2 separate regions of the Sus scrofa genome follow, and region 1 is linked to region 2. The links are chromatin contacts, called in public Hi-C maps. All regions are on one chromosome and are shown on one strand. Each heading gives the region's core, a stretch centred on a gene start, on an enhancer-like site or on the middle of the called end of the contact. The rest is flanking DNA. Distances are from core to core; before and after follow the strand shown. Region 1 overlaps RXRG (retinoid X receptor gamma). Region 2 has its middle 54 kb from the start of LRRC52.

Region 1 (6,824 bases), core at 1,426-3,925, 200 kb after region 2:
AGAGCCTCTGGCAAAGTGCTAGGTCTGGGCTCCTTATCTGAAAAAGAAGACATTGGTCAGAGGATGTCTGAGGCCATCTACCAGTTTTCCTCAGTCAATATAAAAAAAAAAAAAAGCAACCCTCAAATGTTTTCCCCAAAGCAGGGCTAAATAAAAGCTTTCATTTTCTACTAATGCTAGTTAAAAAGAGAGAATATGGGAGTTCCCATTGTGGCCCAGCAATAACAAACCCAGCTAGAACCCATGAGGACTTGGGTTCAATCCCTGGCCTCCATCAGTGGGTTAAGGACCCAGCATTGCTGTGAGCTGTGGTGTAGGTCTCAGATGTAGCGTGGATCCCACTTGCTGTGGCTATGGAATAGGGCAGCAGTTGCAGCTCCGATTTGACCCCTAGCCTGGGAACTTCCATATGCCATGGGTGTGGCCCTAAAAAAAAAAAAAAAAAAAAGAGAAAGAGAGAATATGATCCTTAAATTTCACAGAAAACTGATATGAAACTTGCAAAAAAAAAAAACTGCTTTAAAGGCATTAGTTTGTTTTTATTTTTTTTATTTTTGTGTGTGTGTGTCTTTTTTATTACTCAAATGAATTTATCACATCTGTAGTTGTATAATGATCATAACAATCTGATTTCACAGGATTTCCATCCCATAACCCAAGCACATCCCCCCACCCCTCAAACTGTCTCCTCCAGAGACCATAAGTTTTTCAATGTCTGTGAGTTGGCATCTGTTCTGCAAAGAAGTTCAGTCTGTCCTTTTTTCAGATTCCACATGTCAGTGAAAGCATTTGATGTTGGTGTCTCATTGTATGGCTGACTTCACTTAGATGATAGTTTCTAGGTCCATCCATGTTGCAAAAAATGCTGGTATTTCGTTTATTTTAATGGCTGAGTAATATTCCATTGTGTATATGTTCCACATCTTCTTGATCCACTCCTCTGTCGTTGGACATTTAGGTTGTTTCCATGTCTTGGCTATTGCAAATAGTGCTGAAATGAACATTGGAGTACATGTGTCTTTGTGAGTTGTGGTTTTCTCTGGATAGATGCCCAAGAGTGGGATTGTTCCTCAGAAAACTAAAAACAGAACTACCGTTTGTTTTTAGAATTATATATGCTCCCTATTCTCATTGATGATTTTTATCCCTCCATGAAGTCTAATTTCCACTAGCCCATTTTTCCTGGACCATAAGCCGCTATCTATCCATTGGCCAGAAGCTCTGTTTTTTATCAGAGGCAATGACTACATCTGAGTGAATGGGGTTCAGCCCCTTGGTACGATAAATGTTCAGGCCTTGTGTGGTAGGGAGAGGAAGTTGTGACAACAGCTTCCCAGTGTCAGTAGTTAACACACCACAGGTTTCTTTCGTTCTCACAAATCAGTCCTGGGTCATCAATCTAGAGCAGTGACTCTCTTCCACACCATCACTCAGGGACCAGCCTCCTTCCTTCTTGTGGTTCCACCACGTCCCCAGCCACATTGTGTTTTGCATCCTGATGATGGAAGGGAAGCTGGGGGCATGGAGGTGAGATTATATGGGCAGCACCTAGATCTGGAAAGGGCCCCCTCCCTTGAGTCTCCTCCATTGGCTAAGACTTGGTCATGTGGACCAGCCAGCCAGCTGCAAAGGAGACTGGAGAATGTATGCTGCTGGATGCCAAGGAAGAAGGGGAGAATGGGTTTTGGTGGACACCGGCAGTCTCTCCTCCAGCTGTAGTGGGAGGGATTGAAAGAGCTTTACCTAACCTGCAGGGCCAGGCCACCAGCATCAGCTCAGCCTCTGGCCAATGGGAGCTGACCCCAAGCCCTGTGCTGGATGATATCCACCGAGTCTCCCAGCTGTAAGGATAGTTTACACCTGTTCTTTGTGTGTGCACATATTGTGTGCCAGGCATTAGGGCTAAGAAGGCTCATACTCATCTTTTTCCTGAAACTGGCTCTAGGTACTGCTGTTTATCTCTTAAAGAAACAAAACTCTCTCTTTTTTTTTTTCTCATTGTAAAAGCCAAGCATGCTTTGGCAGGAAATAAGGAAAATATTTTTTAAAAAATAAAATGAGTAATAAAAATTAATTGTAAATTTTGGAGGTATATTTCTTTATAGTACCTTTAAGTACCAATGTATGTATACATAGAAATATGTATTTATAGATATGAAGCCATACAGGTTGGTGTATTTTTTCCCTCTGTTAGCTATTTTAGGCATTTTATCAGATGTTGAAAAGTATAAAATGCTTGTTTTCAAAGATCGCGTAGTATTTCACAGGGTGGAGGAATCCTAATGCATTTAGTCATTGCCCCGTGGTTGATATTTAGATTGTTTCTAATGAATATCACTTTAAAGACTGTGGAACTTGTCTGTTTTCCCAGGAAGGCGGCTGCCAGGGGTCTGGGCTGCCTCCAGGCATTAGGGAGAGATGCCAACACTTGTTGCCTGGCCTCAGGCAGAGCCTGGAAGTTCAGGGAGGGCTGCAGAGACTGGCCTCTGCATGACTCCTAGGTGTGTCCAGTACAGCCTGGACAGAGGGTGACCACCCTGAGGTTGAGCAGGTCCCTCAGGGATGTCACCTGGCTCAACCAGGCAGGCAAGTGTGCCGAAGGTGGTCATCTCTGGTTTGCAGAAAGTGGTTAAAGGAGTTGCAGGCACAAAGGGCCCGCCAAGGCCATTTTCTCAGTGGTGAAGGGCTGCCCCTCCGTGGAGACTTTTCAGAAGTGCACCTCCGGGGTGAGTGAGTGCTGCTTCCTCCAGTCAAAAAAGCAGAGATCAAACCCAGGAGGGGGCGGAGCTTGCGACAACCTTCTCTCCCGGCCGGGGGGCGGGCAGAACAGGTGCTTTCACAGGCTTCGAGTCCCCCTCGCTGCCAACCCTGTGAATGAGGAATGTAGCAGCTCTGACTATTAGTGGGTGTGTTTATAGTCCTGACCTCAGCTTCTAAACCCGGGAAGGCCAGCAAAGAGTGGTGTTAGAGCATGGTTAGCTTTTTACACGTTGTAAAACTTTGGCCTTTCTGGAGTGAAAAAAATTCACCCTTGGAGCTCATCTCGGCCAAACTTCTCACTTTACAGAGAAGCCATTTCCTTTGCCTAAGTCTATAAAACTCTCACAGCAGAGTCACGATTAGGAGTTCAGTCTCCTGATTCTTTATCTAACAGCCTCTTCCCTGCACAGTGATACTATTCAGATGCACTCAGAGGTTTACATTAACATTTTTGAAGGTTTGTGTTGGCTTTGGTATAGACCTTTAATTTTTCCACGTAAGGAAGTAATTCTTACCTTTTGAGGTGGTGCCTCTTTCTCTTTCTTTCTTTCTTTCTTTCTTTCTTTCTTTCTTTCTTTCTTTCTTTCTTTCTTTTTGTCACATTTCTTTAAACCTTGGTGCAGTGTGAATATAGACCTATACCCATTCTCAAGGGGTATTAAAAGTCCAATCTGAAAACTTTGCATGAAATAATGTCATGACATCCAATGAAGATCCAGCCCCACGGGGAGTTGCTGGTTTAAGGCCTTAGTAACTAGCAGGATTTCGGCTTTTGTACTTCTTATTGGAAGTTGTGAGTACAGTTGTTTGATTTCCAGTCATTATCATGAATAACATTAAAAATGATCTTCATTGGCAAAAAGGATTTTGAGAGAAGAAGGATCAGAGAAACAGGTTGGAAATGTGGCAGATCGAGGTGCCTGAGTGTAGGTGTGAAGCTGATTCCTTCACACACGAGTCTCTCTCCCTTTGGTGAGTCTCACAGCTAAGGTCCTTAGTTATAGAAGAGTGTGTATACACATGCATGTATGTGAGAGTGTGGGAGGGCAGGTGAGAATGGAGGAGGGGAGTGACTCAGCAGTAATGAACCTGACTAGCATCCACGAGGATTCAGGTTTGATCTCCGCTTCACTCAGGGGTTAAGGATCCAGCCTGGTTGTGAGCTGTGATATAGGTCATAGACACGGCTCAGATCCTGCATTGCTGTGGTAGTGGTGTAGGCCAGCAGCTGCAGCTCCAATTCGACCCCTGGCCTGGAAACTTCCATATGCTGCAGGTTCGGCCCTAAAAAAAAAAGACAGAGAGAGAGAGAGCGGGAGAGAATAGAGAAGAATGTGTGTGTAAAACATACATGTGTGAACATGTGCAAGCTCATGTGTGAGGGTGGTAAGCGTGTAAGTGAACTGTGTGCATGTGTGTGTATATGTGAGAGTGGTGAGGCTTGTGTGTACACATGTGTGGGAGGCATGTGTGAGTGTGTGTGCATGCACTCGTGTGTTGGTATTATCTTCCCAAACAGATTGTGGGCACCTCAGGAATGGAGACTGGTATAATTTAAAGGTAAGAACATCCATGCTGCTGCAAATAGTGTTATTTCATTTTTTATGGTTGAGTAGTATTCCATTGCATACATGTACCACATCTTTATCCGTTCAGCTGTCAATGGACGTTTAGGTTGTTTCCATGTCTTGGCTATTGTAAATAGAGCTTCCGTGAACACTGGGGTGTATATGTCTTTTCAGATTAGAGTTTTCTTCAGACATATGCCCAGGAGTGGATCATATGGTGGTTCGATTTTCTTTTCTTTTCTTTTTTTTTTCTTTTTTTTTTTTTTTTAAGGAACCTCCATACTGTTCGCCATAGTGGCTAGAGAGTATCCTATTAAGTAAAGTAAGTCAGACAGAGAAAGACAAATATCATATGCTATCACTTAACATGTGGAATCTAAAAAAAAGCATACAAATGTACCTATTTACAAAACAGAAATAGATCGTCAGACATAGAAAACAAACTTATGGTTACCAAAGGGGAAAGGAGGAGGAGGGATAAATTAGGAGGTTGTGATTAACGAATACACACTACTACATATAAAAGAGGTAAACAAGGTCCTACTGTACAGCACAGAGAACTCTACTTAACATCGTGTAATAAACTATAACGGAAAAGAATCTAAAAATGAATATGTATAAATGCACATATGTATGTATAACCGAATCACTTCACTGTACACCTGAAACTAACACAAGATTATAAATCAACTCTATTTCAATAAAATTAAAAAAAAATAAAGTCACACTTCTCAGGCAAAAAACTAAATAAATAGAATTTAAAAATGAAGGTAAGCACAGACTAAGAAGCTGGTGTACAAAATGGTTATAAACTGGCCACAGAAATGTGGTAACTGAGACACAGTGAGGTCTCATTGCTTAAAACAAGTGTTCCTGTGGAGTTCCTGTTGGTGTTCAGCAGTAATGAATCCGACTAGTAACTATGAGGTTGCGGGTTTGATCCCTGGCCTTGCTCAGTGGGTTAAAGAACTGGCGTTGTCCTGAGCTGTGGTGTAGCTCGCAGATGCAGCTTGGATCCTGTGTTGCTCCGGCTGTGGCTGTTGCCGGCAGCAGTAGCTCTGATTCGACCCCTAGCCTGGGAACTTCCATATGCTGCAGGTGTGGCCTTAAAAAAGCAAAAAAAAAAAAAAAAAGTGTCTGTGGTGTGAGGAAAGCATGGTGTGGCAAGGAGGCAAGGAGATGAGAACTGCTGGTTCAAAATCGGGGGCTGGTCCTGGACCCCAGAACCTCCTGCAGTGCCTGGGGCATGGTGCATGAAGACCTTCGTCCAGTGGATACATCTGTGGAGTCTTCGCATCTGCTGTGCAGTGTGCTCTATTCTAAGGGCTTCAGCACATCTGCCCAGGAGCCCTTGGGCACAGGGCATGAAAGGAACACCAGCTGGTTAGGGTGGGAGATGCAAGTCAACATAAGCAGGCTTCCTCTCACCGACCACGAATGGAAGTGCAGAGGGCAATTCCGGGACACGGCCGCAGAATTCAAGAGCTTCCCAAGAGCTCGCAGCACCCACCTTCTACCTTTAGGAAACTGAAAAAGACCTCTAGCCTATTTCTGAAGCTTCCCAGGATTAGAGATGTTCCAGCTGTCTTAGTTTCCGCTTTGAGGCTCTTTCTTCTAATCAGAGATTGATCAAGAAGACCAAAGGATCCTGCAGGCAGCTGCCCTATGCATGCCACCCCGCTCCCCTTCCTAATGTCTCCTGCTTCCCTGCAGGTTTGCCAAGCTGCTGCTGCGCCTCCCAGCCCTGCGCTCCATCGGCTTGAAGTGCCTGGAGCACCTTTTCTTCTTCAAGCTCATCGGGGACACGCCCATTGACACCTTCCTCATGGAGATGTTGGAGACCCCGCTGCAGATCACCTGAGCCCCACCAGCCACAGCCTCCCCACAGAGGACCAGCCTGGGCAGGTGTGTGTGGACCCCCATCCTGCACACGTTCCTCCACCTCCCACCCTGACCCCTTCCCATTCCCCAAACGTGATGCTTATAATAAAGAAATCTTTCTACATACACGACTTTTTATAGGTGGAGTTTTGTATAGATGTCAAAGGTGACCTTCTTTGCTATCTAAGGGACTGGGGATCTTTCTGGAAGTTCTTGGGAAAACTAACCAAGCCTCTGTACATATAATTGGTTTAAATTATTTTTTCATTTGCCTTGGAAAGCCAGTGAACGAATAAAAGTAATATATATGTAATATTGGCACTGCTTGGACCATGAGGTGAGTTATTGTGCTGCAGGACAGTTATATCAGATGTGGGAGGAAAGGTCTCAGGGGTTCAAGATGGGGAATGAGGCTGGGGTCCTGAAACAATCCCATAGTTAGGTACCCCAAGTCTAAGCTGGGCACAGCCTGCTTTGCCCCAGGGTCTCCCTTGGAGAAATGAGGAAGAAACCTTGTCTTTCAGAGTCAGTTTGGTTTTTTGGTTTTCGTCTGCCTTTTGCTTTTTTCCTCCCTAGAATAATGAGTACTAAGAGCCTTGTCTGATTGGGGGGTAA
Region 2 (7,016 bases), core at 1,124-3,623:
ATATGCTTAACTTCACTAATTATTCACTAATTATTAGAGAAATGCAAATAAAAACTGCAGTGAGGTATTACTTCACACACAGAATAGCCATCCTCAGAAAGTCTACAAATAATATATCCTGGAGAGGGTATGGAGAAAAAGGAACCCTCCTACTCTGTTGGTAGATATATAAATTGGTGCAGCCAGTGAAGAACTGTATGAAGTTCCTTCAAAAACTAAAAAGAGATTCTGCAATCCCACTTCTGGATATTTATCCAGAGAGTTTAAAAATTCAATTCAAAAAGATACACGCACCGCAATGTTCATAGCAGCACAATTTACAATAGTCAAGACATGGAAGCAACCTAAATGTCCATTAACAGAGGAATGGGTATATTTAAAAGAATGAAATAATGCCATTTGCAGCAACATGGATGGACCTAGAGATTATACTATGTAATAATTAAGACAAATATCATATGGGTTATATGTAGAACCTTAAAAATGTGCAAATGAACTTATTTACAAAACAGAAAGAGACTCACAGACATATAAAACAAACTTATGGTTACCAAAGGGGAAAGGGAGGGAGAATTAACATATATATACACTACTATATATAAAATAGGTACCCAACTGTATATAGCACAGGGAACTATACTCAATATTTTGTAATAACCTATGATGGAAAAGAATCTGAAAAAGAATATCTATATATCTGTATACATCTGAATCACTTTGCCGTACACCTGAAACAAATGCAACATTGTAAATCAACTATACTTCAGTGAAAAAAAGAAAATATGACTGAGAGATATATTGGAGGAGCCTTGGTTCCAGAAGTGAGGAGTTGCTGAGTTAACCAGTCATCAGGGTCAGCTGAGAGAGAAAGGAATCCATGTTCAGTGTAACAGTGAAAATCGAGGAGAATTTTCCAAAGAAAAGAGGGACCAGGGAAAAAGAACCACAGATTGTGCAATGAGGAAGAAGAAAGAAGATGCAAAGAGAGCATTTCAGGACCTTAAGATGTAAGAGTCAGGGCAGCAGAAACAGAGCCCTCATTGAACATAGTCACTTGGGAGAAAGAGAGCACTCTGGTTGTCGTCCTGTGCCACCTTGTGGCCACCGTATCAGTTCCTACCAAACACTCTGCCTTCTCTCACTCCCATTCAACTCCAGCGCCCTCCACTTTGCTATACAATTTCAGAGTTCTATGAGGAAGGAGATACTGGACTCCAAATGGGGATAGAACCCCGTTCTTAAAAAGCACTGTTGAAACAAGAGAAATGCTTGAGGGACAAATGGAGGACTGACTGAGTAAAGCTGCTCAAGGGAGTGAAAATTAGTTACAGTAAAGCTTGTTTCCTAATACAGAGCGAGAAGACTGTCAAAACCCAAGGCAAGTAGCATTGATATACCAGCAATGGAAAAGAGAGATTTTCCCCTGCATTTATAATGTTCCTGGGAAAGGGACTCTACATAGTAAATTCAGAATTAGGAAAAGAAAGGGTCAGGAAACAGTAGACGCCAAACAACTGCCACTGAAGTTGTCGGAAAATTCAAGAGAGCCAGCGCTCTCCACTTTGCTATACAATTTCAGAGCGCTATGAGGAAGGAGATACTGGACTCCAAATGGGGATAGAGCCCCATTCAATCTCCTGATATCCCTACGTACATTTGAAAGTCAAAGTCAAAGTTACTTGAGTTGAGCCCACAGCAATGATTAATTTCAGTGATGGATCTCAGGGCACTGATTTCCTTGGCCTCTCCTTGGTAGCAATGTATTCTTCTCTACTACTGCATCAATGCACGAGGATTAATATTCATACTTGCAGTGGAGTAGAAATGAAAACTTTTTTTTTTTTTTTTTAGGGCCGCACCTGCAGCATATGGAGGTTCCCAGGCTAGCGGTCTAATCAGCGCTGTAGCCCCCAGCCTACACCACAGCCACAGCAACGCAGGATCTGAGCCGTGTCTGTTGCTGTTTTTCTGTCTCAGGAAGCAAACCTTGGGTTGGTGATCCAGATACCTCCTCTGGCGGGTTGATCAGATGCCTACAGAGATTACTGCCGGTGCGTGATAACCGGCGGGAGTGGGCTCCGCCGGGGATCCTTTCCACAACTCAGCACGGGTCCAGGGGATTCTCATTTCTTTGGGTTCCTCTGACACTGCTTTCCTAGGCCCACAGGAACCTTGACTGAAGGTCCTGGCCCCTGTCTTAACTGGTACTTTGGGCATTAGTGACTAACGACCACTTCACCAAACGAGCAAAAAGCAACCAACATTTCCTTCCAGCGTTATTTCCTCAGCCCCGCTCTCCCTGGGAACCGACCAGTCAGCGTCGGGCTTTGTGTGGCCGCGCCCGATTGGTGCGTTGCGAGGGTCCGTTCGAGAGGGCCGATCCCATTGGGCAGTCTCTCCGCGCGTTGTAGGTAATAGAGGCCAATCGGAAAGGCAGGAGCCCAGGCAGGGCCTGCCCCGTAGCAAGTGGCTGCCCAGAGGCGGCCCGTTACCTTAGCAACCGCGGAAGCTTGGGACCTGGGTCTGCAGATTAGCAGAGCGCAGAGCCCCATGCAGACCTAGGCATGCTGGGGACACTAAACCCAGTTTCTTGAGCACACCTTTCAGAATTGACAGGAGAGATGGGTTAGAAATGAATGCCTCATTTCTGTCACTTTTATTCTTTATCCCCTAAGTATTTTTGTGTGTCAACCTCAATGTAAAAATCCACTTGCCTTGACAGAGGCATAAGAAATACTTCTATGGGTCAATGCAACTGTTTAAAATAAGTAAACTGTGAAAACTTTGGCAGTCAGCCTTTCTCTCATTTCTCTACCTTTTCTATGAGAAAAACATGTGCCTTGCTTGTTATTTATATGCTTGCTAGACATTTGCATTCTTCTCACATGGAGAGATTACATCACGAATCCTTTCCATATTCTGAGATTTTCAGATACACTAACAGATGTAAGAAAGAGTAAAGGAACATTCTGAAGTCATTCAGAGTGGGATAGGAGTTGGCCACTATAAGGGACATTTCCCACCGTCTCATTCCTAATCGCTTTGGTTTAAAGATAACAGACTGCTTTTTCTTCTCAGGAGTGGAGGAAACTAATGGACAAAAGGAGGAATAAGCAGACAAGGGAAGGTGGGATCATGTGCCAGGCATTCTTGGATAGCTTCAATGTAGACAAATTTCCCTCTCCCAAAATAGTTTTAATTTTATTGTTATGTGGGTATACATTTTTTTTCCTTTTTTAAAAAGTAAGATTTTATTTTTAACAGCAGTTTTAGGTTTGAAGAGCTGGATTTCCCATACACCTTCTCACCTCATGCACATAGTTTCTGCGTTATCAACATCCTTCACCAGAGTGGTGCACTTACTACAACTGGTGAACCTATAATGACACATCATCATCACCCAAGTTTACCTTAGGGTCCACTCTTGATGTCTGTTCTATGGGTTTGGACGAATTACGTATGTATTTTAGGAAATGACCCCAAAGTAATAATAGGTTACCCCCAAGAAAGAGTAGGTTAATAGCTGGTTGATTTCAGTTTGGAATTTAAAATGAAGAAGAAGGAAAAGAAGAAATATAACTATTAAGTAATGTACTGATTTTCTCGTTTGGCTTTGAAGGCAGTTCCAAGAGTAATTCCATAGATATTCTGAGCAAGGTTGTCATGTCACCTGGCAGTCAGTAGACATATAGCTTCCTGTGAGGACTCCTTTGAAAAGGAATATTCACTTGGATGGATAAATTCTGATAATCAAAACTTGACCATCTTTCCCCTTTTTTGCTCCCTCTTTTCCATCTTTATCTCATTTTCACAAAGGATTTGGAGGCATGGCTTAATAGATTCAATTCAATTAAAGCTACTTTGACATGAAAATATATAAATATGGGGCTTATTACTATTATTTTAGTCATTACCAAAATATTACCAAAATTTTTAGTCATCACTGATTACATCCTGTAGTACTCAGATTAAAACAGCCTGTAGATATGCTACTTAAAGATTAGGTAGATTAAAACTGAAATGTTGGGAGCTCCCACTGTGACACAACGGGATCGGTGGCCTCTTGTGAGCACTGGAACACAGGTTCCATCCCTGGCCTGGCATAGTGGGTTAAGGATCTGGTGTTGCCGCAGGTGTGGCTTAGGTTGATACTGCAGTTTGGATCTGATCCCTGGCCTGGGAGCTCCATATGCCATGGGGAGGCCAAAAAAAAAAAAAAAAAAAAAAAAAAAAAACCAAAAAAACCTGCTAAACAAAATATTTTCCTGTCGTCGTTGAATTAAGAAGCATTAAAAAGAAGCATTAAAAGAATTTTTGCTTCTGCCATGTGAAATTAGTAGGCATTACTAGTTCTCTTTTTAAATGTTTCTAGCCCTTAAGTTGTTAATGAAATGTATATATTGAACCACATGGGACTACTAGGATTTTGATTTTATTTGGTCAAAACAGTCAAGTATTGGCAATTTCATGTGATTCTACCTAATATATCCATAAGAAAAATTTCACATAAAATATTTTAAAGTGTCCCTTTCCTGATATATATGACCACCTTCTATGTATCAATTTTATGAGTTAAAATTTTATATATTGGGTTTACTTACAGCAGGACCCTTTTAAATTTTACCAGACTTTTCTGTTTTGCACATGTGTGGTATAATACCCTGAGTAGAAATTCAGGAATTTAAGGGCAACTAGAAACCTTTCAGCACATGTCTTTCGCAGCATTAACCACAATCCACCCTGACAAGTTGGAGGTTACTGACTTTGAAACATAGCCAGTTGCTGAGAACCCAGTATGTATTCTTTCCATGACCCCTAAAAACTGGCCTGTTTCCTATTAATGAATTTTTTTTTGTTTAGTTTGAGGCATGTTACGGTCCAGTTTCCTGGTTAATTTCCAGATCTTCTGCCATTCTTCTTGTACAACTCATTTTCTTTGTGGTGGGTCTTACTGAAAGACACTGTGTACAGAAAAGGCGCTTCTGGAAATTATCATGTTTCAGCAACAAAATTGTTTAAACATCTGACTATCATTTACAACCAACATTTCTGGTCTCATCCATGGAAAATATCACACATAGCAGAGAAATTGAGAAGAGCTGGCAGAAGATAGCTGTTGAGTTTGCATTGTGCACCATTCAAATGTGTTCCTTGGAGATCTCAGACCAAGGCTATTTTTTACTTCAGTTTAACTTTGGAGTGTGTTCCTTTCTGTGGAGAGCTGAAGACCCGAGTCTGGTTTTGAAGGTGAACTTGAGAAATCAATTAGTCCATCCTTCTCCTGTCTGGAAACTCAGCATCTTGATGGACATGGAGCCTATCCCCATGGCAAAAGGATGTTCTTCAAAATTCTTGGGCAGGAAGGAAGCATACATGTTGGTGTTCACCCTTGTTCTAATCTCAGTTCACCATTGTTCTGAAGGTCCTGCAGAGAAGGTAACTCCACATGGTCTGGACCAATGGTTTTTCACCCCAGGGGAGCCATTGACTACACCTGTTTTTTTTTTTGTTTGTTTGTTTATTTTTTTATTTTTATTTTTTTAATATTTATTTATTTATTTATTTACTGCTTTTTGGGGATGCATCTGCGGCATATGGAAGTTCCCAGGCTAGGAGTCGAATTGGAGCTACAGCCACCGGCCTACACACAGCCACAGCAATGTGGGATCTGGACTGTGTCTGCGACCTACACCACAACTCAAGGCAACACTGGATCCTTAACCCTCTGAGCGAGGCCAGGGATTGAACCCACATCCTCATGAATACTAGTTGGTTGAACCACAATGGGAATTCTAAATCTGTTTTTTTTTAAACCCCTGGTTAGGAACTTGGCCTTTAGGGGTTCATTGGCTTATGGATTTCTCTAAGGCCATTTTTTTTCCATGGTTGTTTTTGCTAGGAAAAACGTTCCAGCCAGTCCTGGTTAGCCTGGAACGAACCTTGGAGCCTGAATTGCTTTAATCTTAGGGTGTGACAGCTATCTCATAAAAAGATTTCCACCAGTTTAAAGTCACTGAACTAGACCATGAGTGAAACAGCAATGGTTCTACTTTCTTTAATATAAGAAGGTGAAGTTCTTTGTTAAGCCTAATAGGCCACATGATTCTAGTATATAAATGATACTATTATTAATGTAATTTGAAGGATAAAAACTTTGGGATAATTAGTGAACATTTCAGTCACCTATAAGACACACAACTAGGAAAATCAGGCTCCTTTAGTTTCCTCACAATGTGAAACTCCTGGTTTATAATTATAGCTGTCTTAATTGAACCTCAGGTGGCAGTTTTCTGTCTGTTAACTAAGGAAGAAATAGATTTCATTTCATAGCTGTGATCTTGTACTAATTAATATATGAAACGCCTTTATTTATGAAAGCATGTTTGCATGACTTTAAAACAGTGCTCTCCAACAGAAATATAGTCCTATCCTTATATGTAATTAAATTTTTTCTAGGGAGTTCCTATTGTGGCTCAGTGGAAATGAACCTGACTAGTATCCATGAGGATGTTTCATGTCACCATGATACATGTCATCATGTAGTCAATATAAAAATCATTAATGAAATTATATTTTAATTTTTGATTGATGTCTTTGAAATCTGGTATGTATTTTACAGGTATTACAGGTACAGTGTATGTCATTTTGGACTAGCCACGTTTCAAGTACTGAATTGCCACTTGGGGTTAGTGGCTGTTGAACAGAATAGCATAGCTTTAAACTGTTACTGTATCTGTAGTTAAGCAGAGGATTTTTGAGGGACAAGAGAAATGGGGCAGGAAAGAAAAAAGCAAAAAAAGAGCTCTCGTTGGATACAGAAAATCCGTGACACCAGATTTCCCAGGGTATGTGTCTTTTTGTTCAACATTTCAACTATAAACCACAAGCATCAGCTTCCTTTATTTTGACTCCCCAGCAGGACGCTGTGATCAAAACAAGAAAACCATCTTATAAACTCAACGTCTACCCTACACAAATTTGCGAAGTGAGAACAGGTGGCTTTGGACTGGTAGAAT

What was found. Hi-C and Micro-C count contacts between places; a contact is called where the count stands out from the background.
Region 1: a contact with region 2 is called in a Hi-C map of adipose tissue, with 6 times the contacts expected there. The contact joins two enhancer-like sites. A contact is called at or near these places in 1 of 5 promoter capture datasets (liver), 28 of 47 Hi-C or Micro-C datasets (adipocytes, adipose tissue, alveolar macrophages and 15 more) and 1 of 2 datasets of contacts at active chromatin or transcription factors (skeletal muscle).

What each region holds. Positions count from the first base shown.
Region 1 is chr4:85,350,611-85,357,434 of Sscrofa11.1, forward strand. It overlaps RXRG (retinoid X receptor gamma), which reads left to right. Exons shown (of 10, transcript NM_001130213.1): 10 at 6,042-6,506. The coding sequence ends at 6,189. Among named protein-coding and RNA genes, the nearest start is that of MIR9849, 19 kb to the left of the region's middle. Within about 2 kb of position 2,676, at least 13 of the 83 cell types and tissues checked have an H3K27ac peak or open chromatin away from gene starts, as enhancers often do. A contact at or near this core is called in adipose tissue, where this site is marked.
Region 2 is chr4:85,148,243-85,155,258 of Sscrofa11.1, forward strand. No RefSeq gene overlaps it. Among named protein-coding and RNA genes, the nearest start is that of LRRC52, 54 kb to the right of the region's middle. Within about 2 kb of position 2,374, at least 36 of the 83 cell types and tissues checked have an H3K27ac peak or open chromatin away from gene starts, as enhancers often do. A contact at or near this core is called in adipose tissue, where this site is marked.